Linked DNA regions of Xenopus tropicalis: region 2 is linked to region 1. Evidence: chromatin contacts called from public Hi-C data. All regions are on one chromosome and are shown on one strand. The core of a region is the stretch at or near the end of the contact, and the rest is flanking DNA. Distances in the headings are between cores, read along the strand shown.

What was found. A called contact is a pair of places that touch in the nucleus more often than the background predicts.
Region 2: a Hi-C map of neurula embryo shows a contact between it and region 1, with 2.3 times the contacts expected there. The contact joins the promoter of spats1 here to the enhancer-like site in region 1. A contact is called at or near these places in 3 of 5 Hi-C or Micro-C datasets (brain, neurula embryo and tailbud embryo).

Annotation. Positions count from the first base shown.
Region 1 is chr5:145,945,397-145,950,219 of UCB_Xtro_10.0, reverse strand. It overlaps a transcript of eva1a not described here. Among named protein-coding and RNA genes, the nearest start is that of sbk1l, 23 kb to the right of the region's middle. Within about 2 kb of position 1,974, at least 1 of the 11 cell types and tissues checked has an H3K27ac peak or open chromatin away from gene starts, as enhancers often do. A contact at or near this core is called in neurula embryo, where this site is marked.
Region 2 is chr5:146,065,707-146,070,529 of UCB_Xtro_10.0, reverse strand. spats1 (spermatogenesis-associated serine-rich protein 1) reads right to left here and starts at 2,378. Exons shown (of 7, transcript XM_002935988.5): 1 at 2,242-2,378; 2 at 102-240. The coding sequence starts at 2,263. The region is part of intron 1 of LOC116411091 (a long non-coding RNA gene); the gene reads left to right.

The DNA of each region.
Region 1 (4,823 bases), core at 725-3,224:
CTGCCCCAGTGAGCTTACAATCTGAGGTCCCTATCACATTCCCATCAGTCCCTGCCCCAGTGAGCTTACAATCTAAGGTCCCTATCACATTCCCATCTCTCTCTGCCCCAGTGAGCTTACAATCTAAGGTCCCTATCACATTCCCATGAGCCCCTGCCCCAGTGAGCTTACAATCTAAGGTCCCTATCCCATTCCCATCAGTCCCTGCCCCAGTGAGCTTACAATCTAAGGTCCCTATCCCATTCCCATCAGTCCCTGCCCCAGTGAGCTTACAATCTAAGGTCCCTATCACATTCCCATCAGTCCCTGCCCCAGTGAGTTTATAATCTAAGGTCCCTATCCCATTCCCATCAGTCCCTGCCCCAGTGGAGCTTACAATCTAAGGTCCCTATCCCATTCCCATCAGTCCCTGCCCCAGTGGAGCTTACAATCTAAGGTCCCTATCACATTCCCATCAGTCCCTGCCCCAGTGGAGCTTACAATCTAAGGTCCCTATCACATTCCCATCAGTCCCTGCCCCAGTGAGCTTACAATCTAAGGTCCCTATCACATTCCCATGAGCCCCTGCCCCAGTGAGCTTACAATCTAAGGCCCCTATCCCATTCCCATCAGTACCTGCCCCAGTGAGCTTACAATCTAAGGTCCCTATCCCATTCCCATCAGCCCCTGCCCCAGTGAGCTTACAATCTAAGGTCCCTATCACATTCCCATCAGTCCCTGCCCCAGTAAGCTTACAATCTAAGGTCCCTATCACATTCCCATCAGTCCCTGCCCCAGTGAGCTTACAATCTAAGGTCCCTATCACATTCCCATCAGTCCCTGCCCCAGTGAGCTTACAATCTAAGGCCCCTATCACATTCCCATCAGTCCCTGTCCCAGTGAGCTTACAATCTGAGGTCCCTATCCCATTCCCATCAGTCCTTGCCCCAGTGAGCTTACAATCTAAGGTCCCTATCCCATTCCCATCAGTCCCTGCCCCAGTGGAGCTTACAATCTAAGGTCCCTATCACATTCCCATCAGTCCCTGCCCCAGTGGAGCTTACAATCTAAGGTCCCTATCACATTCCCATCAGTCCCTGCCCCAGTGAGCTTACAATCTAAGGTCCCTATCACATTCCCATGAGCCCCTGCCCCAGTGAGCTTACAATCTAAGGCCCCTATCCCATTCCCATCAGTACCTGCCCCAGTGAGCTTACAATCTAAGGTCCCTATCCCATTCCCATCAGCCCCTGCCCCAGTGAGCTTACAATCTAAGGTCCCTATCACATTCCCATCAGTCCCTGCCCCAGTAAGCTTACAATCTAAGGTCCCTATCACATTCCCATCAGTCCCTGCCCCAGTGAGCTTACAATCTAAGGTCCCTATCACATTCCCATCAGTCCCTGCGCCAGTGAGCTTACAATCTAAGGCCCCTATCACATTCCCATCAGTCCCTGCCCCAGTGGAGCTTACAATCTAAGGTCCCTATCACATTCCCATCAGTCCCTGTCCCAGTGAGCTTACAATCTGAGGTCCCTATCCCATTCCCATCAGTCCTTGCCCCAGTGAGCTTACAATCTGAGGTCCCTATCCCATTCCCATCAGTCCTTGCCCCAGTGAGCTTACAATCTAAGGTCCCTATCCCATTCCCATCAGTCCCTGCCCCAGTGAGCTTACAATCTAAGGTCCCTATCACATTCCCATCAGTCCCTGCCCCAGTGAGCTTACAATCTAAGGTCCCTATCACATTCCCTGCCCCAGTGAGCTTACAATCTAAGGTCCCTATCACATTCACACACACTAGGGTCTGTAATTGCCCAAGCAGTGTCTGTTTACCTTCTCTGAATGTCTCGATCTGATTATATCAATAGGATTCTTTCCATAGAGTTCTTTAGGTTTGATTGAGATCTCCAGGTTCCTTGTACAACTCCACAGGAGGAATCCTACAGATATAATCAGCCCATTTCTTTTCCCCACCCTGCAGGGACCTATTTGTGAGAATCACTGTAAACAGCCATTATGCTCTCAGCATTCCATTTACCTACACTCAGCTGATGGAGACAGAGCACCCGCTGCTCATACATGAAAGCCTGGGTGGCTAATATTACAGACAGACTAGATATGGTTGGTTTTCCATTAAAGAGCAGCCTATAAGTGACTATGGTATATTATTATTTCCACCTCAGCTCCAGTGTTGTTTCCCGGGCTGCTCCAGTTGATGTTCCCTTAAGCACAATAGATACCAAGTAGAATTTACTACAAATAAAATATAAACTGCTGTGGAGCTGTTTCCTTTGACCTGACCTTACTTATCTCTTAGCTATTCCTGGCTGGCTTATGGTACTGGTGGGTCAATACCCCAATGGTCAGACCCCCCCTTTATCTATTTCCCAGACCCCAGTCACAATGCTCTTTATACTAAGGATGCACCGAATTCACAATTGTAGGATCCAGCCGAACCCTAAATCCTTTGCAAAAGATTCAGCCGAATAGGCCAATAAGATAGGCTCGATCCACCCACGGTACACTGAATTTTTTTATTTTTATTTCCATATTTTTTATTTATCATTTAATGCATTTGTGGGTCCCAGTCCAGCTGGGCTCCAGGCCCCCCTTTTTGCCATTTAGTAAAGCAGCCCCGCAGCTAACCAATAAGCAAGTTGGTGCAAAGGTTGGAGTTTTTTTATTTTCTATTTTATAATAGCGCAGCTTAAAGTCGCTTCTCATCTGAATCTCAACACAGTAATAGTTTCAAGGGAATGGCCTGTTAAACTGATGACAGGTTTCTATTACCAAGAGTCGGACTGTTACCATTTCGGTGCATTTTTCTGCAGAAAAGTAATGAATGAGTCAGGGCCCATCCATTCTGCTATTGGGGGAGTATCGCTGGGAGCAATCATACGCTTCCTGAACAAAACACTTGAATAATATCGCTTGCACAACTGTGATTTTCCCGTTCGTTTATGGGAAATGAGAAAATGGAAACCCTTTGATCCGATCTATGGGACGTGAGGGGAGTCATAGTGAAACTGCGGGGAAACGAATGGGCTGCCCAAGGGTAAGACCCCCAGGTTGGTGTGCAGCTAAACTATAATAGGAGCAAATGAGTAATATCCACATCATGGGTCGCCCACAAATATAGTCATTAAAGTAAAGGCTACAGAGTTACATCTCCCCAAGGCAGCTGTTGGTTCTTTTGTGCCCATGTACCTTGTACTTTGTTTGTAGGACCCACCTAACTGCAGGCACGGCCAAGCCAACCGGGCGCCCTAGGCAACCTCTGCCCTGGGGAGCTGATATAAGGGTACTAATGGCATAGAGCAGGGGTCCTCAAACTATTTAAACAGGGGGCCAGTTCACGGTCTCTCAGACTGTTGGGGGGCGGACTACAGTTTGGGGCTCGGCACATCCTCTCCCCAGGCTACTACCTGTATGCCTCAGTGTTGTCCTCGGCCCCTCAGTGACAATGTGTCATTAGGATCGGCCGGTGGGACGCGGTCACATGATGCGCTGGGGCCAAAAACCACGCTACGGCAGACAGGTAGTAGCCAGGGGTAAGGACACAGCGGGGGCCGTGTAAATGACATTGGGGGGGCCGTAGTTTGAGGACCCCTGGCATAGAGAAATGGCTACTAATGGATAGACTGGCCTGCACCCATCAGCGCTGCACCTCATTCTAGATAATACAATGTGGCTTAAGGGCAGGGTACAGCCAGACCCCAGGAACTAGTGCCCAAAGCCGCCATCAGAAACGTTGGGGCCCCAAACAAGTTATTTATATTGTGCCTTGAACACAAGTGTGTAGGACCAAAGTTTTGGCCTTGTCCTTGTGTCTATAATAAGCAGTTCATATAAAGCGTTTCATTAATTAAAAGAAAATCAGTCAGTTTCATTGGGGGTCAGTGGAGTTTGCCTAAGTTTAACCCCTTCCCACCTACCTGCCCCTGCTCTGCGCTGCAAATGTTCAAAGCCTGCACAAAGGCAGAAATTCCATCATAAACATATACTGATCTCCCAATAAGGGTAAAGAAAGAACCACAAAAGAAAGAAAAACATTTTATCCCAGTGAGTGGGGCTGACACTGTAGCTGGGTGGTACGGCCAAGCAACCATCTCCTAAACTGGCTATGTTTGATCAGGGCTATGTGGTTGGCATCTTTCCAGCTAAGCCCCCAGTGATCTCCTTGTTTGTTTTTAGAAATAGACAATATGGATAAGAAACGGGCTACTCTGACAGGGCAATGTCCCCTGAAGGCCACTGTTATGTCCCGAGTAGAACTTGAAACAAGAAAGGCCGGCAAATGGGTTTATAACACAAACTTCCCCAGACCCCTGTCATAACAGCCCTGTGTGTGTATAGGATCGTGTTTATATTCCCACTCGGGGGCAGGCAGGGCACGTATGTACTCAGGCAGCCTCTGTTTATAGAAATCTGCCCCATTAATAACACAGAGAGCAAAGAGTTACTCCTCAGTCAGCCGAAATGCTCCTTTCCTTTTCATATCCCCCTGTTATGGGGGCAGTAAAATCCGCCTGTATTTGTCTAACTGTAAATTACCCCTGGAAGAGAAATGTAAGAAGGTTTGTACCAACTGTGCCCTAAGGGGCCCCCACCCAGAATGCAGCATTCACAGGGGCAAGGGACCCCAATACTTGCCTTAAACAGGAATTAAATGGGAACTCCGGATTCTGAGCCAAAGAGTCCCACACAACATAGAAACCATAACTTGGTGTGTCTATTACGTAACATTGGAATGACATGCAATAAGTGACATGTAAGGGGGGTGTCTATGTGCCTCCGGCCATCCGCCCCCCCATGATTACAGTGTTGTCAAACATACCATA
Region 2 (4,823 bases), core at 1,129-3,628, 120 kb before region 1:
TTCCCCATTGTGACGTCAGCATGCATGTCCCCAGAGCAGCACAGGGAGCTGGGTTTATTGGGTTAACTTTATGACCCTAAAGAAGAAAGAGGCAGACTTACTTGGGATATGAGGGCACCGGGTAGTTAATAGACGGCAGAGCAACTCCATGTTTTCTCACCCCAGTGGTCTTATAGTCAGCAGGCTGCAATGAAACTGCTTCGCCACCAGGGGGATACGGAACCTTATTGTCTTCTGCAACTGCAAAGCATTAAAAACAGGTTCTGTCAATTGGTGGGTTGGGGTGGGTCACTCAGCAGCAATAATAAAAGGCCCCCCAGGATCTTATTTCTGTAGATGCACAAACCCCAAGTTAAACTCCCACCAAAGGGCCCTGCCTTGAGGTAAATAAAGCTTCAGTCCTTTATTAGACAGTAGTACCTGAACCTACTGTAAATTTCATTTACCCACAATGCAGTGCATATTGTTAGAATTGCAGTGTGATGGCTGGAGTCGTGCAGTGGGTTGGGTACCCGTGGGTTACCCAAAAGAAAAGCAGGTAGACGGAGGGTTGCAGGTAGGATTTCCAAATGCGGGTGTAGATGTGGGTCAGCAGGTTTTTGAATTATTTATATTTTTATGTAGCAGCTCTCCAGCTTGGATTTTCAGCAGCTATCTGGTTGCTAGAGTCCAGATTATCCTAGCAACCAGGCATTTATTTGAATGAGAGACAGGAATATGAATAGGGGAGGGCCTGAATAGAAAGGCAAGCAATAAAAAATAACAGTAACAATACAATTGTAGCCTCACAGAGCAATAGTTTTTTGGCTGCCGGGGTCAGTGACCCCCATTTGAAAGCTGGAAAGAGGAAAATAATTCAAAAACTATAAAATAGAAAAAATGAAGACCAGTTGCAGAGTTGCTTAGAATCAGCTATTCTATGACATACTAAAAGTTAACTTGAAGGTGAACCTCCCCTTTAAAAGGACCCGCAGTACATACATTTAGGGCAAATGTACTCACATGGCTAAAAACTCCCAAAACTTTCATTTTTTTTTTTTTGGTAATTTTTTTTCCTGCATTTTACAAAATGTGTTACCACACAAAATGGAGATAGAAAATATTCTCCCCAGAATGAAAATTTCCTATAACTGCCTATAATTCAAAAATTTCTCACAGAAAACAAATTCAAGCGATTTTAACTGGATACTGGAAAACCTGCTACTATTTACCTATACATGATAATAGTTTCAGCTACCACAGTGCATATATACTAAAAATATAAATATTCATTGAAATTATTTTTATACAGGTATGGGATCCATTATCCAGAAACCTGTTATCCAGAAGGCTCTTAATTACAGGAAGGCCATCTCCCATAGACTCCATTTTCATCAAATAATTCATTGGGGTTATTTAACGTTTAAATGATTTTTAGTAAACTAAGGGGCTGATTTACTAATCCACGAATCCGAATCCCGAATGGGAATGAATCGGATTGGAAACGAACATTTTTTCGTCGCCGTCACAACTTTTTCGTGAATTGTCGCGACTTTCTCGTAGCCGTTACGACTTGTGCGAATTGTCGCGACTTTTTTGTATTGAGCGTTAGTAAACAGCGGGCAAACCTTTCCGATTCTTTCGCGACGGCTACGAAAAAGTCGCGACAATTCGCGCAGTTCGTAACGGCTACGAAAAAGTCGTGACGGTGACGAAAAAATCGCAAAATACCGATCATTACGAAAAAAATGCTTTCGGGCGCTTTCGTTCCATTTGTGGATTGGAGGTATGGAGATCCCAAATTATGAAAAGACCCCTTATACGGATAACCCCAGGTCCTGAGCATTCTGGATACCAGATCCCATACTTGTATTTATGTTAAAAGAATGCATTATTTATTTTAATCATAGTTTTAGATTTAAAAAATGTAATTTCTTTGCTGGAGCAAAACCAATAATAATTTCTCCCCCCATGAATTTTCCGGGGGGGGAGTTAGTATTTAGACGGGTGATGCTGTGGGGGAGGCACAGGCACCCGTTAACCTCAATGGTGCCAAAATGTTCTGATAAATTGATAAATTGGTCAGTACATTAAAAAAGTTTCTGACAGTCAAGGAAATGATGATAAATAGCAGAACAGGTGTAACTGCCGGGAACATTACTGGGTTCCCAAGTTCAGTCTGCAATTACTCCCCCCCTTAGTTTAAATATAAAAAACAATTAAAATTTAGGGGAAGAATTTTTCCCTGAATTAGTACGTTACCTTTCTGTGCAAGTTTTGTCATGATGGCAGCTTTGCACCCGCAGGAGCTTAGGGCTCAGCTTGTCCCAGGCGTGGGGCAGACATGGCCCAGTGTGCAACGTGTAAACAGAGCTGCTACTGACGACTGCCCCCCCTCCCCTGCACACCGGCTGGCCGGACAATAGCAGGGACTCTCCAAGGAAACCACAAACGCCATCAAATACAATGGCTGATATACTGATAGCCGGGTGTGTAGGGCCTGTCAGTCTGGAGCTGCACAGTAACATGATAGGGACACACAGCTCAAAGCAGGAAGAACAGGAGGGCCCCCAGGAGCCTGAGCGATGTGCCACTACAGACACAAATACCCACAGTACAGTGCACCAGTGTTATATGGAACCGGGAAAAGGAGAAAAATGGAGAAAAGTCTCAGTACTGTTATTATTAGCTAACCCATGGAACCCATACCATCTTGGCTAATATAATTATACATAAATTTGGAAAGTTCCCACTTAGATTGTAAGCTCCATGGAGCAGAGATCTCCTTCCTACTATGTCTCATACCACAAGGCACTTAATCTATGTGCATTTATACTTATTTATTGCATTTATTATAATACTTGTCCCCCCTTGTGTAATTTTGTATATTATTATTTTATTAATATTAACATTTATTTATAAAGCGCCAACATATTCCGCAGCGCTGTACAATAAGTGGGTTTCATACATTGGACATACAGAGTAACATATAAAGCAATCAGTAACCGATACAGGAGGTGAAGGGAGCCCTGCCCAAAAGAGCTTACAATCTACAAGGAGACATACAGAGTAACATATAAAGCAACCAATAACCGATACAAGAGGGGAAGGGAGCCCTGCCCAAAAGAGCTTACAATCTACAAGGAGACATACAGAGTAACATATAAAGCAATCAATAACCGATACAGGAGGGGAAGAGAGCCCTGCCCAAAAGAGCTTACAATCTACAAGGAGACATACAGAGTAACATATAAAGCAACCAATAACCGATACAGGAGGTGAAGAGAGCCCTGCCCAAAAGAGCTTACACTCTACAAGGAGACATACAGAGTAACATATAAAGCAACCAATAACCGATACAAGAGGTGAAGGGAGCCCTGCCCAAAAGAGCTTACAATCTACAAGGAGACATACAGAGTAACATATAAAACAACCAATAACCGATACAAGAGGTGAAGAGAGCCCTGCCCAAAAGAGCTTACAATCTACAAGGAGACATACAGAGTAACATATAAAACAACCAATAACCGATACAAGAGGTGAAGAGAGCCCTGCCCAAAAGAGCTTACAATCTACAAGGAGACATACAGAGTAACATATAAAACAACCAATAACCGATACAAGAGGTGAAGAGAGCCCTGCCCAAAAGAGCTTACAATCTACAAGGAGACATACAGAGTAACATATAAAGCAACCAATAACCGATACAAGAGGGGAAGAGTGCCCTGCCCAAAAGAGCTTACAATCTACAAGGAGACATACAGAGTAACATATAAAGCAATCAATAACCGATACAAGAGGTGAAGAGAGCCCTGCCCAAAAGAGCTTACAATCTACAAGGAGACATACAGAGTAACATATAAAGCAATCAATAACCGATACAAGAGGGGAAGAGGGCCCTGCCCAAAAGAGCTTACAATCTACAAGGAGACATACAGAGTAACATATAAAGCAACCAATAACCGATACAAGAGGTGAAGGGAGCCCTGCCCAAAAGAGCTTACAATCTACAAGGAGACATACAGAGTAACATATAAAGCAATCAGTAACCGATACAAGAGGGGAAGAGAGCCCTGCCCAAAAGAGCTTACAATCTACAAGGAGACATACAGAGTAACATATAAAGCAACCAATAACCGATACAAGAGGTGAAGGGAGCCCTGCCCAAAAGAGCTTACAATCTACAAGGAGACATACAGAGTAACATATAAAGCAATCAATAACCGATACAAGAGGGGAAGAGAGCCCTGCCCAAAAGAGCTTACAATCTACAAGGAGAAAGGGTTCAGACACAAGGTGTGGGAATGGGTATAAGATTGTACAGTGCTGCGTATCCTTGTAGTGTTTTATCTTAAAGTTATACATACGTACATACTCTTATTTATGCCAAATTCAAGGCTAACTGAAAATGTGCAAACCATACGTAGATGATATTTCTACAACTTGTATTTATGTTATTAGTAGTGATGAGTGAATCTGTCCCGTTTTGCTGCGCTATAAAATTCGCAAAATGACAAATTTGTGAAACGCCTGCGTCTTTTTTTGTTGCCCGTGTCTTTTTTGGCATGACCATGCCCACTTTTGACGCAACTTTTTTTGACACGCGATTAATTTTTCCTGCTGCGAATTTTCACTGCAGTTTCACGAAGCAATTTGCCAATGGCGAAATGCGGAAATTCGCTGCGAATCCATGCTTGGCGAAAAAATTAGCTCATCACTAGTTAATAGCATTTTTTTTTCCTGTTGATAACTGTTCCTGATTTATACTCGCCAGTGAATATAACACTGAAAAGATCAGTTCTCTGGAGGTGGGAATCACTTTGGATAAACGGAAGTTTTGTACC